2 separate regions of the Mus musculus genome follow, and region 1 is linked to region 2. Evidence: chromatin contacts called from public Hi-C data. All regions are on one chromosome and are shown on one strand. Each heading gives the region's core, a stretch centred on a gene start, on an enhancer-like site or on the middle of the called end of the contact. The rest is flanking DNA. Distances are from core to core; before and after follow the strand shown. Region 1 has its middle 94 kb from the start of Trpm3. Region 2 holds the start of Trpm3 (transient receptor potential cation channel, subfamily M, member 3).

Region 1 (2,833 bases), core at 229-2,728, 94 kb after region 2:
TCTACAAACAAATATGAAACGCCACGCGTAGCTAGGACAGGACTAGCCAGGCCACTCCTTTTACACTCCTGCTTCACTAGTCAGTAGTGTGAATTGTTCTGTTCTAAATAGCATAGGGTAAGATAAGAGGAAGTAGAATAAATCTTATACCCTTTAGAAACTTTAGTTTCAACTGACATATAAACCATGAAGGTCTATATATGGGTGGGGTATTATTGTGTATTATTTTGATGTGTGAACACATGTCACAATATCTAAATCAGGTTAAACTTTAAATATTGCTTTAAATATTTGTGATTTTTATGGTAAAACCTACAAAACCTCTTCAGATTTTTGAAATGTCTAATCTATCCATTTCCACCTACAGTCACCCTCTGTGCAGCAGAAGACCAGGGTCTGTTACCCTGACTGCAACTTGCTGACAGTTGGCTAGCTTTCCCCGTCCCTCCTGACCTTCCACTAAGATTCAGGAGAATGGCCATGTTTTGCCAAAGACTGAATTTCACTGTTCATTTTGTAAATGAACTTCACTTATAGCCCAAAGCACACTTTTTCTCTCTGGATACAATTTGACAATTAAAGTTTCAATATCAAATATTCATTTTCTAGGAAACAGTGGTTTTAAATATATGTAGATACTGTCAGCCACTCAGTTCTTGGTATAGGTAGTTGATGCAAAATTAAAAGGCATACTAGGGTGGGAAGGACTCAGGTTTTAATTTTCAAAGGTGTCATCTACATCAAAAAAAAAAAAACTTGCATCCATCCTTCCACAGGGAAGAGCTTTGATCAATTTAGAAAGTTATACAAATTCCAGGGAACTCTAGAGAACTGCAGTCTTCCAAATTAAATTGAACACAGAAGTCGATGTGAAAAAAATGTGCTTTAAATCTTTGTTAAATGAATCGTAGGTGTTGTTGTTACCATCAGAAATTCTTACAGAGTTTGGGAAAAATGCCAAAGTTTCAAAAACTCTAAAAGACAAAAATTTAGCTGGGCCTTTAAAAATATCACCCCAGGCTGCAGATTTCTCTGCAGCGGAGCGAACGTCTTTTTCTTTAATTCGGGCTGAATGAAATCCCGCTGACCCACTTTTAGATTCACCAGAAAGAAGGTAGCTGCATTGCCGCTGTCCTTTTCTCTTTAATTTTTTATATTACTAATCGGTTGCTACGGCACCAACTGCCCCCAGCTCAGACTGAGTGGTTTACGGCTACAATATATACTTATTATCGCACAATCCCTACTACAGGTCAGGAAGACTAGGCAGCATGACTGGGCGGGGTGTCACTCAAGGTGTGTACTGAGGATGGATCCAGGGTCCTGCGGAGCTGGGGCACTTAGAGGTTGCTCATGAGCGTGCCCACCTGACACGGTCTGCGTTCTTTATAACATTCGAACCTCTATATGAGGCTACAATGTCCTTACAGTGGGGCAGCTGGCTTTCTTCAGAGGCAGTGAGCCATGACAAAACAAGGCAATGCCACAGTGTTTTACGTGACTCAGCCTTGGCAGTCACCTCATTTCCAATCAGTTACAGAGAGGAATACAATTCAGCGTGTGAGGGAGCCATATAAGAGCGGCGGGTGGTGGGGTGGGGGTGCAACAAGATGCACAAACCACTGCTAAAGCTGTCAGGCTAGTGCTGCATACTACACTGGAAGATTCTAAATACCCACATATATTCTTCCCTGACTGCTAGAACAAAGCACTAAAATGGGGCAGGGGAGGCTTAGCGCTTAGACAACAGGACCCGGACCTTACCCCCACCCCACGAGGATTTCATGGTTCTGAACTCTACAAATTCAAGATGAAGCGCTGGCAATGTTAGTTTCTTCTGCAGCCTCTCTTTTGCTTGCTGTGTTTCTTTTCTTCCTGCCTTCACCAGGTCGTTCTTGTATTCCTGTCCGAGTCTTAACCTCCTCCCGATGAGAAAACCTGACACACTAGGGCTTCTCTTAATGTCATTTTAGCTTTGTTCTTGTAAGACTTCATCTCCTATATAGACACATTCCAGGATGCTAAAAGCAATGTGTTCAATGTGTGAGTTTTAAGGACGCACACTTCAAGGCATAGCAGTCTACTTTCCCTCACAGTACGCGTCTTCCATCCTGAGATCTGTAAAACCAAATATTCAGGCTCCTATTTAGATACCCCACATTTTTCCATAAATACTCATCTAATTGGCCATAATAGTGCATAGTTGTAATCCTGGCACTTGGGAAGTGGAGGCAGAAAGACTGGTCCAAGGCTAGCCTTGGCTACAAAAGGATTTTGAAGCCAGCCTGAGCTACATGAGACCTTGCCCCCACCCAAAAAAATCAAACTAACTAAAATAAAACAAACAAACCCTAATAGTAAATAAGCAACTGCCTCAAAGCTATCTATATATAGCTATAGATAGATAGATAGATAGATAGATAGATAGATAGATAGATAGATAGATAGATAGATGATAGCAAGCATAAGGTTTCAGCACAAACTATGTTTTTCTGTATGTGATCTTGCCCCTTGTGTGAAGCCCAATGTAATTCCACGCTGCCTGATCCCCACTCCACTCCAGCCTACATCTTTGTCCTTAATGTCACAGTCTGGTCATCATGCAAGACCCTGGCCCTGGCCCTTTTCTTTGTAGATAGTTTGAGGTACTACTGCAAGATGACTCTGACTCTCTTAAAAATCACCTCGCATCAAAGACCTTCCTGTCCATCATTCTATCAGGACCTCCCCCCTCTGCCCACTTCTTCTTTGTACCGTCCCTGTGGTTTGTCATGGTACAGTCTAAGCTAGTGCTTGAGTCCTAAATTATATTATGAGACCCATTACTTGTTTT
Region 2 (2,700 bases), core at 201-2,700:
AACCATAAGATGAGGTTTGAAGGGCACTTGGGGGCACACTTTGTGAAAGTTAATACCAGTTTGTGTTTAACAGGGTCAGGGAAACTCAGACAATGGGTCATATTTGGTAACGAGACACCACTTAGCTATTTAGAATTATCTGATCTGTCCACATCAAACCTAACCAGAATACCACCTCCCCCCCCCCCCCCAAAAAAAAAGGAGTGATTTATTCAGGGCTAATCCATCATTCCTCTGTTGCAGCCAGTTCCCTCTATGGTCACTAGTAATTAAATCAGAAGATCATATATAATAGGAAAAGGAGAATTAAGGACTTGTCTTGCCTGGCAAACTTTAATGTGGAACATTCCGTTATGCTCTCCCACCCCCACCCCCAAAGGTTAGCACGTTTTTCTTTTCTAAGCAATATTTCTCCTCCACGCCTTCACACTTTGTGTCCTTCCCTGTCAGGCAGAGGATGAAGGTAGATTCCCAAGGAGTTGTGAGGACTTTTTCAGCATCTTTAATACATTTGCTTCCAGAAACAGGAGCACTGTGGACACAACTAGCAACTGCAGCTCAGGTGTAGTAGGAATCTTTTGTGTAACTCAGAGCTAGATACGGCTTCCTTCCACGGATGCGAAACAATACTTTTCCACACTGACTCCAGTCCAGTGACCAAGAGATAGAAATGACCGTGCCTTTAAAAAGTCACTATGGGATAAGGTCCATTCTTCCTTTGTCTCTACCTGACTGACCACCTAGCCAGGGAGCTTTTAAAATAAGGAGGAGAATCCTTTGTTCTCTCAGGTTCCATTTAAGGGAAAGTGGGTCGAAGGGCTTCCCCAGGGAAAGAAAATGAGCTCTGGAGCCAAATGCAGAAGAGGAAGCGATTTCATGCCCACTATTATTCTCATCCTTCCAAATAAGAGAATCCATTGTTTGGCGGACTAATGGTTAAGAAAGGTGGGGATGCGCACAGGTAGCCCCATCCCTGAGACCGTATCTAATTCCCTAGTGTGGCTCAGGCTATCCTCCAGGCTGCGTGGGGGTGGGGGTGGGGTAGGGGTGTTGGGAACTCTCTCTAGCCATGGGTAATACAAGCCAGAACTGCATGCATTCTCACGCCCCAGAACTGGCGTCCCAGCCCAAGTGCGAAGTTGGGCGTTTCAACCTGAAAAGCAGAGTAAGAGCCATTCAAAGCAGCAAGTTACAGTACCTTGAGAAGTCTGACAGATGGGAGAAAGGCTGCGTGGCATAGCTTCCGGATGGTCCAATTTAGGGGTCGAGAAGCATCAGTCTGATTCATGACCCCTTCCAAATTCCACCGGGAAGACAAGAAACTGCAAATCTGGGCAGTGCCTAGAAAATAAACGGTCCCCCACGGCCCTGGCATCCCATGGTCATCTCCACACCTGCAAATTCCATTAGGGCAGAGGCTTCCTGGAACTTGGGAGTCTAGTCAAGTGGCGTTTCCTGAGCCCCTGAACCTTCTTAAGAAAGCCACCTCCCCTCTTCCTGCAGCCGTGCTCATGCATACCAAATGTGGCCGAATGGAGGCACGCTGCCTGCTGCTTCGGGGAGGGGGATGCTTGATTTCGAAGGAGAGGGACAGCCTGCACAAAACAGCCTGTGGTCGGAGTCAGAGGAGCCTGCTCCAGAATGCGCGCTCCCTCTCCTGCTCTCCTTCTGCAAACACAGGTCAGGCGTTGGGGGGGAACCCGGGCCATTTGCTTTGCTCTCTTGTTTTGGGGGGGAGCCAGGAGGAGAGCAAAAAGGAACAAAAATGAACCCAGAAGGAGAACTTATACTTTTTTGCACAAAGCATCTTTGAGGGGCTGGAAACTGGCGCAGGGGGAGGGGCTAGGACACCGGGAGGGAGAAGGGATGCCTCTGAATGATAAGATAAATGCTTCCTTTTTGATTTGTGTGACATAATAAATTGAGAGCTATCGTAGAATGGATCTATAGTAAAAGGAGATCCCTGCTGTGTTCTGAAGTCTTTTATTAACTATGATTGACAGTCTGCACCCTGATTGATACAAGCAAGCCCCATGTAGATGATAGATGGTCAGAGGCTTAGTCAAACTCGCACATACACACACAGGGAACAAGGAGTTACTCCTGTCACAGAAAGCTGTGCAAAAGAAGACGTTTGTGGCTTACCCTTTCAACAATAGTTGTTTCTATATTGGGGGATATTCCCACAAGATAGACCTTCTCTGCAACAAACTTTAACCCTTAAAGTGCCCTACAGGGTACTGTCCACAAAAAATGGTTTCCTTGAGTGTCCCCCTCTTCTCAATAATTTTTGAAGGAGGCTTTACAAAAGTGTGGCTCCATTGGAGCCAACAGTTTTTAAAGCTCCCATGGTGAAAGGGAACATGAGGGAACTTTTCCATTTAAAGGCAGAATTTGGCCAGTTTCACTTAAAGCAGGGAAGCTCAGGAGGGCTGGGTTAGGGCTGGGGGTGGCCCTTTCACACCTCTTATTTGAACTACCCACTCTCCCCAGACATTAAAGTTTAGTAGTATCACTGACAAAAGACTCTGCCCAGGAGACTCCCCACACCCTTGCCCTTCAAGTGTTTCTGGGGTACTTAAAATTTCCACCTTATTTCCTTTCCAGTGACTGTAGAGATTTTTCATTTTTAATTAACTAGAAGAAATGGGTAACAGACCCCTCCCCTTTCCACTCCTGAGACTACTGTGTATTCTGGGA

What was found. A called contact is a pair of places that touch in the nucleus more often than the background predicts.
Region 1: a Hi-C map of cerebral cortex shows a contact between it and region 2, with 4 times the contacts expected there. The contact joins the enhancer-like site here to the promoter of Trpm3 in region 2. A contact is called at or near these places in 8 of 484 Hi-C or Micro-C datasets (the G1E-ER4 cell line, the HPC-7 cell line, brain and 4 more), 1 of 115 datasets of contacts at active chromatin or transcription factors (embryonic forebrain) and 2 of 9 other capture datasets (adipose tissue and pancreatic islet).

The regions. Positions count from the first base shown.
Region 1 is chr19:22,352,861-22,355,693 of GRCm38.p6, reverse strand. It overlaps a transcript of Trpm3 not described here. Among named protein-coding and RNA genes, the nearest start is that of Trpm3, 94 kb to the left of the region's middle. Within about 2 kb of position 1,478, at least 13 of the 459 cell types and tissues checked have an H3K27ac peak or open chromatin away from gene starts, as enhancers often do. A contact at or near this core is called in brain, cerebral cortex and forebrain, where this site is marked.
Region 2 is chr19:22,446,958-22,449,657 of GRCm38.p6, reverse strand. It overlaps Trpm3 (transient receptor potential cation channel, subfamily M, member 3), which reads right to left and starts at 1,450. Exons shown (of 26, transcript NM_001362491.1): 1 at 1,199-1,450. The coding sequence starts at 1,375. Gm27151 (predicted gene 27151) reads left to right here and starts at 1,076. Exons shown (of 3, transcript NR_168265.1): 1 at 1,076-1,680.